Linked DNA regions of Mus musculus: region 2 is linked to region 1. A link is a contact called in public HiChIP or PLAC-seq data. All regions are on one chromosome and are shown on one strand. Each heading gives the region's core, a stretch centred on a gene start, on an enhancer-like site or on the middle of the called end of the contact. The rest is flanking DNA. Distances are from core to core; before and after follow the strand shown.

Region 1 (6,545 bases), core at 2,181-4,680:
CCATTGATTTTGCCTTTTGGTTTTCACCAGATTCTTCTCATGGCTATCACTTACACAGTTCAACTTTTTTAAAAAAAAGAATTATTTATTTAATGTGTATGAGTACACTGTACCTGTCTTCACACACCAGAAGAGCGAATGGGGTCCTGTTACAGGTGGTTGTGAGCCACCATGTGGTTGCGGGGAATTGAACTCAGGACCTCTGGAAGAGCAGTCAGGGCTCTTAACTGCTGAGCTATCTCTCCAGATCCATAGTTAAACTTTTTAATGTTTATCTTTAACTGGAAAACAGTTCCTATACTTATTACTGGGATATAATATGTTATGATACACATATATACACCCTTGAATGACTAAATAAAACTATTAATACATCTGCCATGTGATGTATTTTTATTTTTTATTAATTTTGTGAAATTAAAAAAAACCTGTGAAGGGATTTTCCCTCCTTGTCCATTTAAGCACATCTTGCTGTCGCATGCAGGCCCTGAGTCAGGCTAGGGTATTCAAGGGAGGCATCTTAAGCTGTCTAGTCAGCTAGGCTGGGAGGAGGGAGGGACCTAACTTTAGACTTTTTCATTTAACAAACCATGTCTTGATAATTGATTTCTTTGTTGACAATAAATAGCAATCTTGAAATATTGTGTACCTAGGAGATGCAGAAAATAGATCATCTTAAAGTTGGTGATTTCCAGTCTCCAGAGTAAAAATCTAAACCATTTACGTTCATATCCAGTCTCTTGTTGATTCTCCTCTTCTCCACGATTCCATGATTGCCAGTTGTAGGAGCCTCTGTTCTCTTTGGCCCCCTTACTTGTTCGTTTGAATATGAAAGTGCTCTCATGTTGACAGCTTCTTTCTTCACTCATTACATTTGGGGTTGGGTATAGTGGTGCTCACCTTTAACTCCAGCCCTTAGGAGACAGGAGGTGGAGCTCTGTGAGTTCAAGACCAGCCTGGTCTACACAGAGAGTTGCAGAACAGCCAGGGCTACATTTCTTCTCACTCCCTTCTGGAACATCATCCCTTTTTATAGAGAAGATAAATATTTTATTAAAACACAAATCATGGAGGTATTGTCAAGGGAAGTCTTAGCATATGAGAAGCTCCTCTTGTCAATACGAGAAATCCTTAAGCTGTGCCTTATGTCTCATGTCTACAACTCTCAGTTGCTTAACTCAGCCCCTTCTTCACTTGATCTTCTATGTGTGATGCAACATCTGGCTGGTTTGGGAGCTGTTGGTGGCCCTCCATCCTGTTCCCTCTCCCTATGATGTTCCTTCCACCACTGAGCTTTCTCTAAAGGCCAGTGTGCTTTATGATGCCCTGGAAACTTCTCCTCTTTCCCATGGGGTCATGGAGGCTGCACCCTGTGGTTCCTATTCAGGATTACAAGATTCTGGAGACAGGTATGGCTGTTGAAACTTCAGGGGTGAAAAAATCATCCATGCACATATGGGGCAGATCCTGTGATATTGAGTTGTAGAGGGAAAACACACAACTCAGTCCTGCCTGAGTCCTAGACTCTGAGATTGAACCCTGCATACAAACTTCAGGTCTAGGCAGTCACAGAGGCGGCTGAACACCAGAGTAACATCCGAGTCCTGGGGGTAGTGATATCAGGAGCTTCCTGGGCGATTGTGGCCTAGAGTGGCCATAAGTTCAAAGTTTTCAGATTCTTTCTCACTAGTCTAATGCAGTGGCCAGGCTGGCCACATAGGTAACTTGACATGAAAGTGAAGGTCGGGCTCTCCAAAGACCCTGGTTTTCTTTTGTCATTAACATCACAGAGTTAGGTCCAAGGTTCTGCTCACTGAGCTACCAAAGACAGATCTTGCTTGTGATGGAGGGAGCATGGCCTTGAATTCTGTTGGTCAGGTAGGAGACAGAAAAAAGTGAAAGAATGGAATGTGTTCCACCCCTCTGCACTTTCTGCTGTTGTTTTAAATTTTATTTTACGTGTGTGTGTGTGTGTGTGTGTGTGTGTGTGTGCACAAGCACAGGCCAGAAGATAACTTATGAAAGTTGGTTTACCATGTGGTCCAAGGAATAGAGCTCAGGTTTTCAACTCAGGTTCAAGTCATCAGGCTTGGTGACAACCTAAAGAGCCCCTCACTGGTCCCCCAGTCCCTTGTTATCAGTCTCTTTCCACTAGAGCAGGAATACTTCAGGAGAAAAATGTTTTTTTCTTTGTTTTATAACATTGGGCGCCCGAATTAGCTGTTGTCTACAACTTGGGCATTTCTTCATATCCAAAGTCTTAGTTTTGTCATCTGTACAATGGGCCTCCACAATATTTCAAAGCATATGCACAGTCGTTAAGTGAGTGAGAGGACCTTCCATTCTCCTTCTCCTTCAAGAAGGTCAAGCTGGGCAATCTTCATGTTGTTGAATTGAATGCCATGAGTTTGAGTTCAACCATCCAGAGCGTTCCCTCAGGAACAGCTGGAGAGAGGGACCATTGGCTCATCCTTCCTTGATGTCCTCTCCCTCCCCTGTCTTTCCTGAGTCTTCAAGTTGTGCTGGGAGTTGGGTAGGTGTGGGGAAACCCCAAGCTGCTGAAAAGACTGCCTTGAAAGTCGCTGGGAGCAAAGGCAAGAAGCCAGAATCAAAGATTACCTTGTTTTTTGGAGTGTATCACTGGCCATTGTCCTCATCAAACAAAGCCCTTTCATCAGCGTGGCTTTAAAACACTTTTTTTTTCACTCCTTTATTTTGCTTTGAAATAAGCTAGGCAACAATTAATTTCAGAGAGAGAGAGAGAGAGAGAAAGATAATTCAACAAGGATCTATTACTGCTCTCAGCTTCTATTGCTGTAATGAAAATCTATTTCCTTTCCCTTTTGTGTCCCATATAATTTAATGCCCATTTTATTAATGGTCTGAAATAATTACGGAACCCTTTGTGATTCTCAAGTATGTTTCATTTAATTGTGCAATAAATGCCTAATCTCTTCCTCCATCTGAAGCTATTATGGCGTTAAAATTAACAATTATGCAGCAATGCGCCGGGGTCCATAGAAATCACTTCAGATAACTAGACATATATAAATCATTCATGAGAACAATTTCTGAAAAGAGACGGAGGGGGAAAAATGTGTTGAAAATGACATTGGGAAGCCCAGGGCCCAGCCTGTAAGAAGATAGTAACACCTTTAAAAAAATCTTTTTTTTTCTTTCCTTTTTGTTATTATTATTTTATTAATTGTGTATGTGGCATAGCCCTCCCCCCCCATTTCTTTTAGCCTGACAGATATTTTCAGAATTAATTAACTGTTAGCTCTGAGGATAAATTGTTCATTATCAATCCCCCCTCTCTTTCCTTTTATAGTTTTCCTTTTTCTTTCAGGCCAGCAATTACACTGCGCGCCGTTCTCTAGGAGCTCCGTTCTGCACAGCTATCCAAATGGGGAAAGCGCTCTTTCGCTCAGCTCTATTCACTTCTCCTCTCCTCCCTTTTGTGGGATTTAATAACCATGGCTGATAGGCTCACACTGGACAGAGAGGTTAAGTTTGTTGTCTCAGCACTTTGCTGACAGGGGACAGTAGCGCAGGAATTCTGTGACTTTTAACCAGCAGCCCCATGGAACTGCTACGGCTGGGCCCACACAGACAGCTGCTAATAGCAGCCAGAAACGCTTAACTCTAATTGCCTGCTTACCGAGTACCATTTCCATTGCTGCTGCCAAAGTTGCTTCTGTTTTTACAAAAACATCCCCGGACCCTAAGAGATTCCCAGCAAGTAGTTTCTAGCGATACCCGCACCCTGGCACATATACGTGTTTGGATCAGGCTCCATCTTCCACCATCTTCCTGGCTAGGCAAGAATAGATGACAGAAACAGGTGAGATGGGGACTATGGCAAATTGGAGGTCCCATACCCTGCCTGAAGGGGGCAGCTGCTACACAGCTTCTGGGAATCCCTGCCTTTGGGAATGGGGGGGGGGGGGGTAGGGCTAATTATCTAATTCTGGAAACCTGAAACTTCACTGTGAGGCCTGCCAGTCAATTGTTGACAAACAAATTGGAAAAAAAAATTTAAGCACAACGTATGCCAAATGAGAGCACGAATTCTGGCTAGGGCTACTATTTTGGGTTACTGCACTAAAAATGGATGCTCGGGTCTAGAATTTGGTCCCGCAAGCGGTTCCTAACTGACTTTCTCTCTTTCCTTAGGTCTGTAGACCATGAGTTTTGAGGGATGGAAAATGCCTTGGTTGTTTAGAATGGTGAGTCTGTAACTTGAAGGATGTTGGGAAAGAGGAACTCATAACTGGCCACTTGCCAAGGATCATCCCCAAATAGGCAGGGTAAATCCGGAAGAAACAGGATTATCATCAAGGGCTACAACTCCATCCTTACTGCCACTCCGCCGGTGCTCTGCCTAAGTTAAGTGTTAACTGAAGTCACATGGGATCGTACGAAGCCCAGAGCACTTGGTGCGACGGTGCAGGAGACCCGAGCATAGCTATGAGAGTTAATACTGATGAGAACATAATAAAAAGCAGGCCCTAATTCATATGGACGAGTAGGTATGTTTAAGTTCCATTGTGACTGCATTACTTGGTAAACGATGCTATCAGTCCCGTTTTGCAACTGAGAAATTAAGACGTGTGGATGTATACAATCCTTCAACACCGTGGCAGCAGCAGGATTCAAACCCATTTCCACCTGACCCCAGAGAGTTAGTGCTTAACCGCTGTTCAGCATCCCGCCTCTCTTGATGGACAGTAGTTTGAGAGAAGTTAAACATAAAGATTATTACTGGAGAATTTCTAGAAAATAACATCAATAAAACAAATCTACACAGACACAACTGTTTCATTGTTCATTGTCTAACTTGGAGACGATGTTTAATCATTTTGAGCAGCCCAATGATAAATAGTCCCAGTGTCCGGACAGCTCTCTTTCTTCCACTGTCAGAATTACATTCTGAACGTTAAAATGAAGATGGAAATTTTTGGGAGGTAAAGAACCGCAAATTCCTTAATAAAACGAGAATTTTAAATGTACAGTGCAGAATTGCGCTCCGTGTACGTTGAGTGTTCGTCTCCACCAACAATCTTGGCATCATTTTACTGGCCCCATCATGTTCTGTCACAAACAGGAGTTCCACTCAAGCCTCAAGGTTGTCATCTTCAAAACTTTCTTCTAAAGTCAACTCCAATTCTTTATGCCAAAATCAAATACAAAAGCCAGTTGGGTCCACAAGGAGCTGCCCACCACGGAATCAATACATCTGTAGGTCTGGTGTTTTGGCTCTCTCTTACATGGACCTTTCTATTTTAACATTTTTTTTTATTACCTGATTACTGGGACTTTAAAATGGAGTGCAGTTGTCTGTAAGTGCCAGTAGCTAATTGATGGTCGGCATTTTCTCCTCTCATTGGCATCGTCTCTGTCTTTTTTTTTTTTCCTGCAGAAGTAAAGCATCTAACCTGTGCACGTGATGTGTGTGGCTCACAAACACCTGTAGTGATATTTCAACTCAAAACTTGACGGTTTTCCTGACCAGTGAAATATAAGACATTCAACAAACCCTTCTCTCCTGGCTTGGACTTCTAACACTCAGTTTCGTTTAAAGATATAAATGCCTTTTAAAGAAACACATTAAACATTTAAGCACAATATACACGGTTAAACAATAAATCACCCCGGGACCTGCTTTAGGTTGCAGACTACCCACTTTTGCCCCTGGAGACCTTTAAAAATAGGATAATAATAAAAACTGACATTTATTGAGCACTTATGATCTTCGAGGCACTGGCTTTGCAAGCATTAATTTATTTGCTTTCACAGTAATCCTAAGAGGTAAGGTTTTTTTTTTTTTTTTTTTTTTTTTTTTTTTAAATCTTATTCAACAGATAAGAAGTCAAAGCTTTGAAAGTTTAAGCAATTTGCCCAAGGTCACACAGGTAGAGAACGGAAGAGACTACCTACCACTAGCCTGTCTCTTAATCACTACGTTATGGTCCCTGAAGTCCTGATTGGTGTTGGAAATCGACCTAGGGACAAAAGGCACCTCAGTTCCAGGTCACAGGAAATCCAGCACAAGTGTGCATGTGTACAATCAGGGAATTTTTAGAAGCTGTGTGGTTCTGAGACCTGCTCAGCAGCCTGATGGAGTACCAGGGTTTGGACAGCACAGCTACAGGCTTGCAAGTCTGAGCACCATGCAGCTTTGGGACCAGCAATGCTTCTCTCAGCCTGCTGTGGCCTTGGGAACGGTAATGTATTCCTCTCAGAGGCAGAATTCAGGGACGACCCATTATTACCTTTGCTAGCAATTGTTTTGTTTAATTTCCATTTTAAAATTTATTTCCTGGGAGAATGAACTGACTGGAATTCATTTGTGCCAGGGAGGGAAGGTGAATTTCTTATTAACTCTCCCAGGTAATGGGCAGTTGCGGCTTGGGCACTGGAGGACCAGAATTGCTCAGGGCAGAGAGGGTGGGATAGACTGGGAGGGCTGGGGAAGAGTCTTGGTTGAGGGCGGGGGTAGATGATTGATGTGGTATGCTCAGGGCTGGGAGCAGGTGTGCTGA
Region 2 (6,545 bases), core at 2,959-5,458, 460 kb after region 1:
CTGTCTAAGATTGTATTTTCCTAATTGGTGATTGATGGGGGAGGGCCCAGCCCTTTGTGAGTGGTGCCATCCCTGAGCTGGTGGTCCTGAGTTCTATATGGAAGCAGACTGAGCAATCTGCAGAGAGTTAGCATCCAGCATTCCTCCATGGTTTCTGTATCAGTTCCTGCATCCAGGTTCCTGCTGTGAAGTCTATGACTAGCTGACTACAAGCTGTTAGATGAAATCACCCCTTTCCTTCCCAAGTTGCTTTTGGTCATGGTGTTTGATCACAGTAGTAACCCTGAGACATGAGGCATCTATCACCCCCAGTAACAACCCTTACTAGAACTTGGTTGCATCATTTCTAAGTACTCTCTGTGTGTTCTGTTTGAAAGTATATAATCCTATTCCACTTAGGCGCTGACCTGATGCCAGATTCCGTAATAAAGTCAGTTTAGGAGGCATGACCAGAAATTTTCCATGGAGAAACCACTGCTAACCCCACAGGCTTTCTTCCTGCCTCACTCTCACAAGAAGCAGAAAGAGCCAACTCATATGCCAATCCTCCTGCCTGCGAGCCACTGCCACATTTCCTTCAGAGCCATGGTGCAGGCTTTTTACCGATGTTCCCCTCTGGAAAGCTTTGACACCTTTGAAAGCAGTCAGGCTCTGAGTTCAAATCCCAGCTACAGCACTTTGTGGTTGGAGGCTTCTGTTTTCCCATTCTGGGCTGTAATGCTAACAACAGCACCAGCTCTTCGGGTGGTTAATTTCTATTCCAGGACCTTCTCATTAACATATGTCCTCTTTTCTTAAATTTCTGTGAGTTTTTTTTTTTTTGCCAGATTTACCAAAAACTTTTCCTATAACCTTACACACGCTTACATGCATGCATGTTTCACACCACAATGTGTTAATAGCTCTAGGAAAGTGACTATGTTAAAAAGTATGAAAACCAAAAAAATCATAATATCCATTTTTTCTCTCATGCCCCCCCAAAAGAAATTTCTTTGCACTGGAAGTAGGAATAGATAGCCACTTATTCATATAGACAGACTTATGCCCCAGCATGCATCTGGCCTACTGGATCTTCAATATAAGGCTTTCTACATTCTTAACTCATTAATGCTCTGCTAACAACACATTTTCCCAAACCAGTTTGGATCATTTTATCTATGAATGCATCACATGGTATAGATATAGATATGTAGATATATTTCAAATATATATATACAAATGCATTTACACACATACAGAGAGAATGTCTCCAATTAGCTGGGTATTACTTGAATTTCTCATTTATAACCCAAAAATATCTGGCTCCGTGTTCTCATGGGCAGAGAAACAGTCTTCTGTGTATATTTCCTGTCATGAACATGCACACACATGCACACATGTGTATGTACAAACATATACACAACACACACTCACACACACACACCCCCCACACACACATTTATATAAATCTCTTTTGACCCTATCATGTGCATAGTTTTAAAAGTTTGCTAGAAGAGCTGGGCTGGTAATAATTCACTGCACTTCATGTATAACACACAGAAGCGCACTGGCCTCTGTGATGAATTGCCAAGGTAACCCAGGGACATCTTGTTTGCATTTCAATGCACCAAGTGTCAGGTCCTTATTTCATTACTCGCCAGTACATTAGTGGACGATTTTTAATTTCTTTTTCCCCCCTTTAGCAAAGCCCCATAGAGACCACTCGCTCTTGCCACTTGCGTCAGGAGCAAGGCTGCATTATTTTTAAATGCTACAGTGTCTGGGTCTCACTTGAAATGTTGCTGAATTAACAAAATAAATGATAGCGTACCAACAGCGGTTCCGTCTGGATTTTTTTTTTTCAAAACACAATTTTTTTTTTTGCTGCTTTTATTGAGCTTATTCTATAGAAGGGGGTCTATTAGGAATACTGCTGTGCTGTCTTCATATTTTAAACTGGCCACAAATCTGTGTTGAGTGCTTTGGTTTTTCTTTTGTCCGGATGTACGTTGCTCCTTTCGAAAACAATACATGAAGAAGGTACAAGAAAGTCTTCTTTGAGCATCAGTTTCAAATGGCCTAATCAAATCTGCAAGACTGTAATCTCCCGGGGGGGCTGCTAGATACCTAGACCTCCCAGGAAGAAGGCAGTAGATTGGATGTTGATGTCATAGATACTGAGAGCAGGTCCCCTCTCAGTGTCTCCAAAACCTTGAAGGAAGCATTCCTCCTAATATGTTACCCATGTACATTATCAAAATGGAAAGCTGTTTTTGACTGTAAGTTTCACACTGTAGTGGACATCACAATCTCTGAGGGAAGTTGTCGTAAGTATAGACGGTCGGCCCCATGCCGAGAATTTCTAATCCAGTAGATCTTAAATGAGGTCTCAGAATCTGTCCTTGTGAGAAGGTTCTAAGTCAGATGGACAGCAACTGGCTAGAGACAGAACTGAGACAGGAACTGGCTAGAACCACGCCAGAGTGAATCTGAGTCCAGCTCCATCGCTTACCTTCCTAGTGGCCTCGGGAAGTTACCTCACCTCTCTGAGCTTTAGATTGTTCAATAAAATGGATCTCAAAACGGCAGTCTCTCTTGGAGTAATTGTCAGAACAAAAATTAGTATATATAGTCTCCTGGCACAAAGCCAGACACTTGAAAGACGAAGACAAAAAGAAAAGAAAAAAGAAAAAAAAAAAAACCTCAGCTTCTTCTCCTTCTTCTCATAGAAGCCTAACAATTCAGAGAATGCCTGTATGGCTCTTTTCTCAACCTGCCTGCATAGCCATTCAACAACTGTTCTGAGGTCGCCTAAGAAGGGGGGTGGGGGGGCGCTCGCTACTTCAGGGAGATCCAAGTCTGTGGTCAGTTCTCACTGGGAGAAACTGTTACATTGAATTAGAACCTACCAGCTGAAATTGCCTGCTTCTTCCCTTCAGAGTCACAAAGAATACATTTTCTTTTAATTTTAAAAGTGTCTTCCACACATCCCACAGGTTTACCAAGTCTTTGAAACTGAAATCTTGAGCAACTCTACACCTGGTGTGCTTAGTGGTGAATTAACGACGGTTTCTCTTGTGTGTCTATTCTCTCACTAACCCAGTGTTGTAAGGAAATCTCTGATGAAACTGGGGTTGACAAGACAGGCAGAAGGTAAATTGTGGGGCTGAATTTGGATAGCCCACAGAGTGAAAGGATCAGATCTGTGCTTATGAAGAGCATGCTGTTAAGAGCTTGAAGAAAATATTGAATATGGTAAAGCTGGAGCCAAGGAGACCCATCACAGGCTTATAGAGAGGAGACAATGAGCAGGAGATGTGTGAAGAGGGCAGAAAAGAACAGGGATTTGTTATCGGCTGCATTCGAAGGATGCCCAAAGGAAGGTGCCAGGAATGATGCCCAAGACTCCCACAGCTGAGCACACAGGACTAACACGCATCTGGGAAAGGAAACCATTGAAGTCGATCTGGCTTTCTAGGAAAAGATGGGCCTTTTGTAGCTACTTTCAGTTCGAAGGAATTCTTGAATTCTATAGCCAGTTAAATATATAGGTCTGCATTTTCAGGAAAAAGAGATGGATTGTAGGTATAGAGCAAGTGTCAATCACTTGTAGATTGTGGGAGAAATATAGAAGGGCCAAAAAACTCAGGACTTAGGGTACAATGAGGAGACAAGGTGAGAAGTAAAGCAACACAGCGTCTGCAGAGGAATGGGACACCAGAGATGTCAGAAACATGGAGGAGACACAGGAAGTGACACCAATATCGAAGGCAAAAGAGAAAGCTGAGAAGCGCACCCAGTGATGCCCAGAGCTTCAAAAACATGGACAGAGGTGTCCAGTGCTGCAGAAACATGGGCAGTGGTATAGAATGAGCACTTCCAGAAAGAGTCCCATTGTGGTCTCTGAGAGGGAATGTGGTGAGAAAGGTTCCATGGATAATGGCGGTTAGGGCCATGCAATTGTGTAGGAGTGAGGGAGAAGGGGAAACAAAAGTTACAAATTATGCTTTCTTCAATATGATACACAAAAAGGAAGAGTTTTTAAAAAAAATTTTAACAAGTAGGTTTTTCTGTGTGGTAGCAGCCAGTAGCCCTGGCCAACACTTCTTTACATAACTCCAACCCCATGACTGACAGACGTCGACCACGGTAAAGTCATGAATAGTAAGGAGCTGCTTTAGCAGCAGTGGAGAGGAGAAACTTGGCCTCGTGCCCAGCTTACACTGTTTCTTGGGGAAATGAGACACTGTTGAAGCTACTGTGCCTGCAGAATGCAGTCCTGCCTAAGAACACTGGGGTCTTTGGAAGGGAGTAAAAAGAAGGCTCACGCACTAAGAAGTGGACGTCTGCCCCAATTTTACAAGCCATGTCATAAAGGGGAGGACCTGGGAGCAGCCTCTACCCCAGAGGCCCTGCTACAAACCTCAGATTTATTCTCCTGACCCGTACCTTCTATGGTCCACCAGCATCTTTTCACTGGATCCAGGATCTGCCTCCATCACTCCTCACTTGGGGCATCCATACCCCATTCATTACTTCACCTCCACATCACTACTTCTATAACCTTCAAGTTCAGCAACCAAATCCCCAAATGAAGGACAGACTTGCCAGCTCACTATCCTCACAGAACCTCTACCAGCAAAACCAGGCACAGCCAAACCTCCAACTACTATCCTCTACAGCTCAGCACAAGACCCTCCCTGGGCAGAGAGGAGCCTTAAGTGTTATTTATTCAACCAAAGGCTTACTGGTTCTATAGTGGTTCTATTCTAATTTTCTATACAGATTTTTTCATATTACCCACGACAGAAGCAATGTTCATTGTGCTAGAATCTCTGGAATACCCAAGTCATGAGAAAAGGCTCCAACCAGCCCAGTGGAGCAGGCTTCCCTCCAACCACAGGCTCTGCTTTGTTGCTATCCTCCATGGCTTCATTGTTGACAGAGGTCCTGAGGTTGCTACACACCTAATAAGTAGTAGATGAATGTGAGCCCAGCTCTTCCATCACCATAGCCTACAGCCTCTACCATAGTCCCTCACCCAGACTAGTGGTACAAGGAAGAATATGCCCTAACCCAGAGATCTCTACCTGGCAAGCACGGGTCCTGTCTGGAACAAGCTTTTAGGAACACACCAGGGGACCGCACTGGATCGCTTATGGCAGTAACAGTGTGGAACAGCACAGGCTGACTCTCACATGAGTGAGAATGGGTACCTCCGTCACTGCACATAGCACAGCTATCTCAGCCTAGCCTCAGCCCTGCACACTCCTCAGGATTCAAGGCTGCATAAATTACCTTATTCTATAAGTGTGTTTCTGCCCCACCCCCACCCCCACCATAGGACGATATCGGATTCATGTTTATATTGAAGATGACTGTTTCTGGGATGAAGGTTTGACATACATTCCTGGAGTAAAATGATCTGAAGCAAAGATGATGATGGATGGGAACTTAACTCATTCTAGAGACCCCAGACTGTGAAACCTGGAAGGGAGAGAAAGTCTATTCACACACAATAGAATTTGAGCCTTGCCAGGGGCCCTTTCTCCTGAGGAAATAAATAAGGGTTCTCACAGTGTTTCCTCCTTCCCCATGATCAAGGGGGAGATGTGTTTTTCTGCCAGCTTCCAACCCCATTGGTTGAGGGTTGTTTGTGTCTGAGTTCAAAGCAGGCTCCCACTGACATCTCATGTTGTCACAGAAGCCCTGGAGTAACGGAAGGAGGTCAAAGGCTGCACAAAGCCATTAACCACACAGACAAGGCTGGAATGAGAACTGACCCAGCATGTGAAGTGTGGAGTGATTCTCTCCCTTTCTTTTATCATACTTTTTAATATGCTGGGTTGTTGGTTTTTTTTTTTCAACATAAACATGAGCAGCATTACAAAGATTTAGCAGTCATGATTCTTTGTTTTGAATAAATATATGCAAAGGATACTCTCCCCCCACCCACCATCCCCCCACCTCTCATCCCTACCCCCCCCCCACATCCCTACCCCTCACCCCCAATGTCTACATTGTAGCAGGCCTATAAGGTAAACTTTATTTTAAGCTGGAAGATATGGGGCCCTTGCAGATGGCAAGAACTTCTGGGGACTTGAATGGAGTTCAGCTAGGATTCTGGTTCCTTGTGAGTAAGTGCCCTACACACACACACACACACACACACACACACACACACACACACACACACACACACACACAGGCTCACCTGGGGGTTGTGAAAGGGGGAATTCCTATGGCTTATGTGAACGTGTCAACAATTCCTAAGCTTGAATCTCCAGCCCAGACCTTGATCTAAAGCCCCACATACAATGTCTGCTCTGGTTTGCCTGACATCTTCAAATGTGCCTCAGAGGGATCTCAAAATGAGTAAACTCAATGCTGACCTTAGCCGCTCATCATCATCCACAAAAGTTTCCCTTCTGAATCTCTCATTGCTAGAAGCTAGTTTATAAGCCTCCAAATTTTTACATATTGAAGTCCTCACGCTCCAAACATGGCCTTATTCAGAAATTAGATTTCTGAAAGCACCCCTAAGTTAAAGAGAAGCCTTTTGCATG

What was found. HiChIP or PLAC-seq counts read pairs in DNA pulled down with a chosen protein or histone mark.
Region 2: an H3K4me3 HiChIP or PLAC-seq map of embryonic basal ganglia shows a contact between it and region 1, with 4 times the contacts expected there. The contact joins two enhancer-like sites. A contact is called at or near these places in 3 of 484 Hi-C or Micro-C datasets (all in embryonic stem cells) and 1 of 115 datasets of contacts at active chromatin or transcription factors (embryonic basal ganglia).

What each region holds. Positions count from the first base shown.
Region 1 is chr9:99,951,416-99,957,960 of GRCm38.p6, forward strand. No RefSeq gene overlaps it. Among named protein-coding and RNA genes, the nearest start is that of Gm23594, 11 kb to the left of the region's middle. Within about 2 kb of position 3,431, at least 9 of the 459 cell types and tissues checked have an H3K27ac peak or open chromatin away from gene starts, as enhancers often do. A contact at or near this core is called in embryonic basal ganglia, where this site is marked.
Region 2 is chr9:100,411,318-100,417,862 of GRCm38.p6, forward strand. No RefSeq gene overlaps it. Among named protein-coding and RNA genes, the nearest start is that of Gm34397, 6.9 kb to the left of the region's middle. Within about 2 kb of position 4,209, at least 20 of the 459 cell types and tissues checked have an H3K27ac peak or open chromatin away from gene starts, as enhancers often do. A contact at or near this core is called in embryonic basal ganglia, where this site is marked.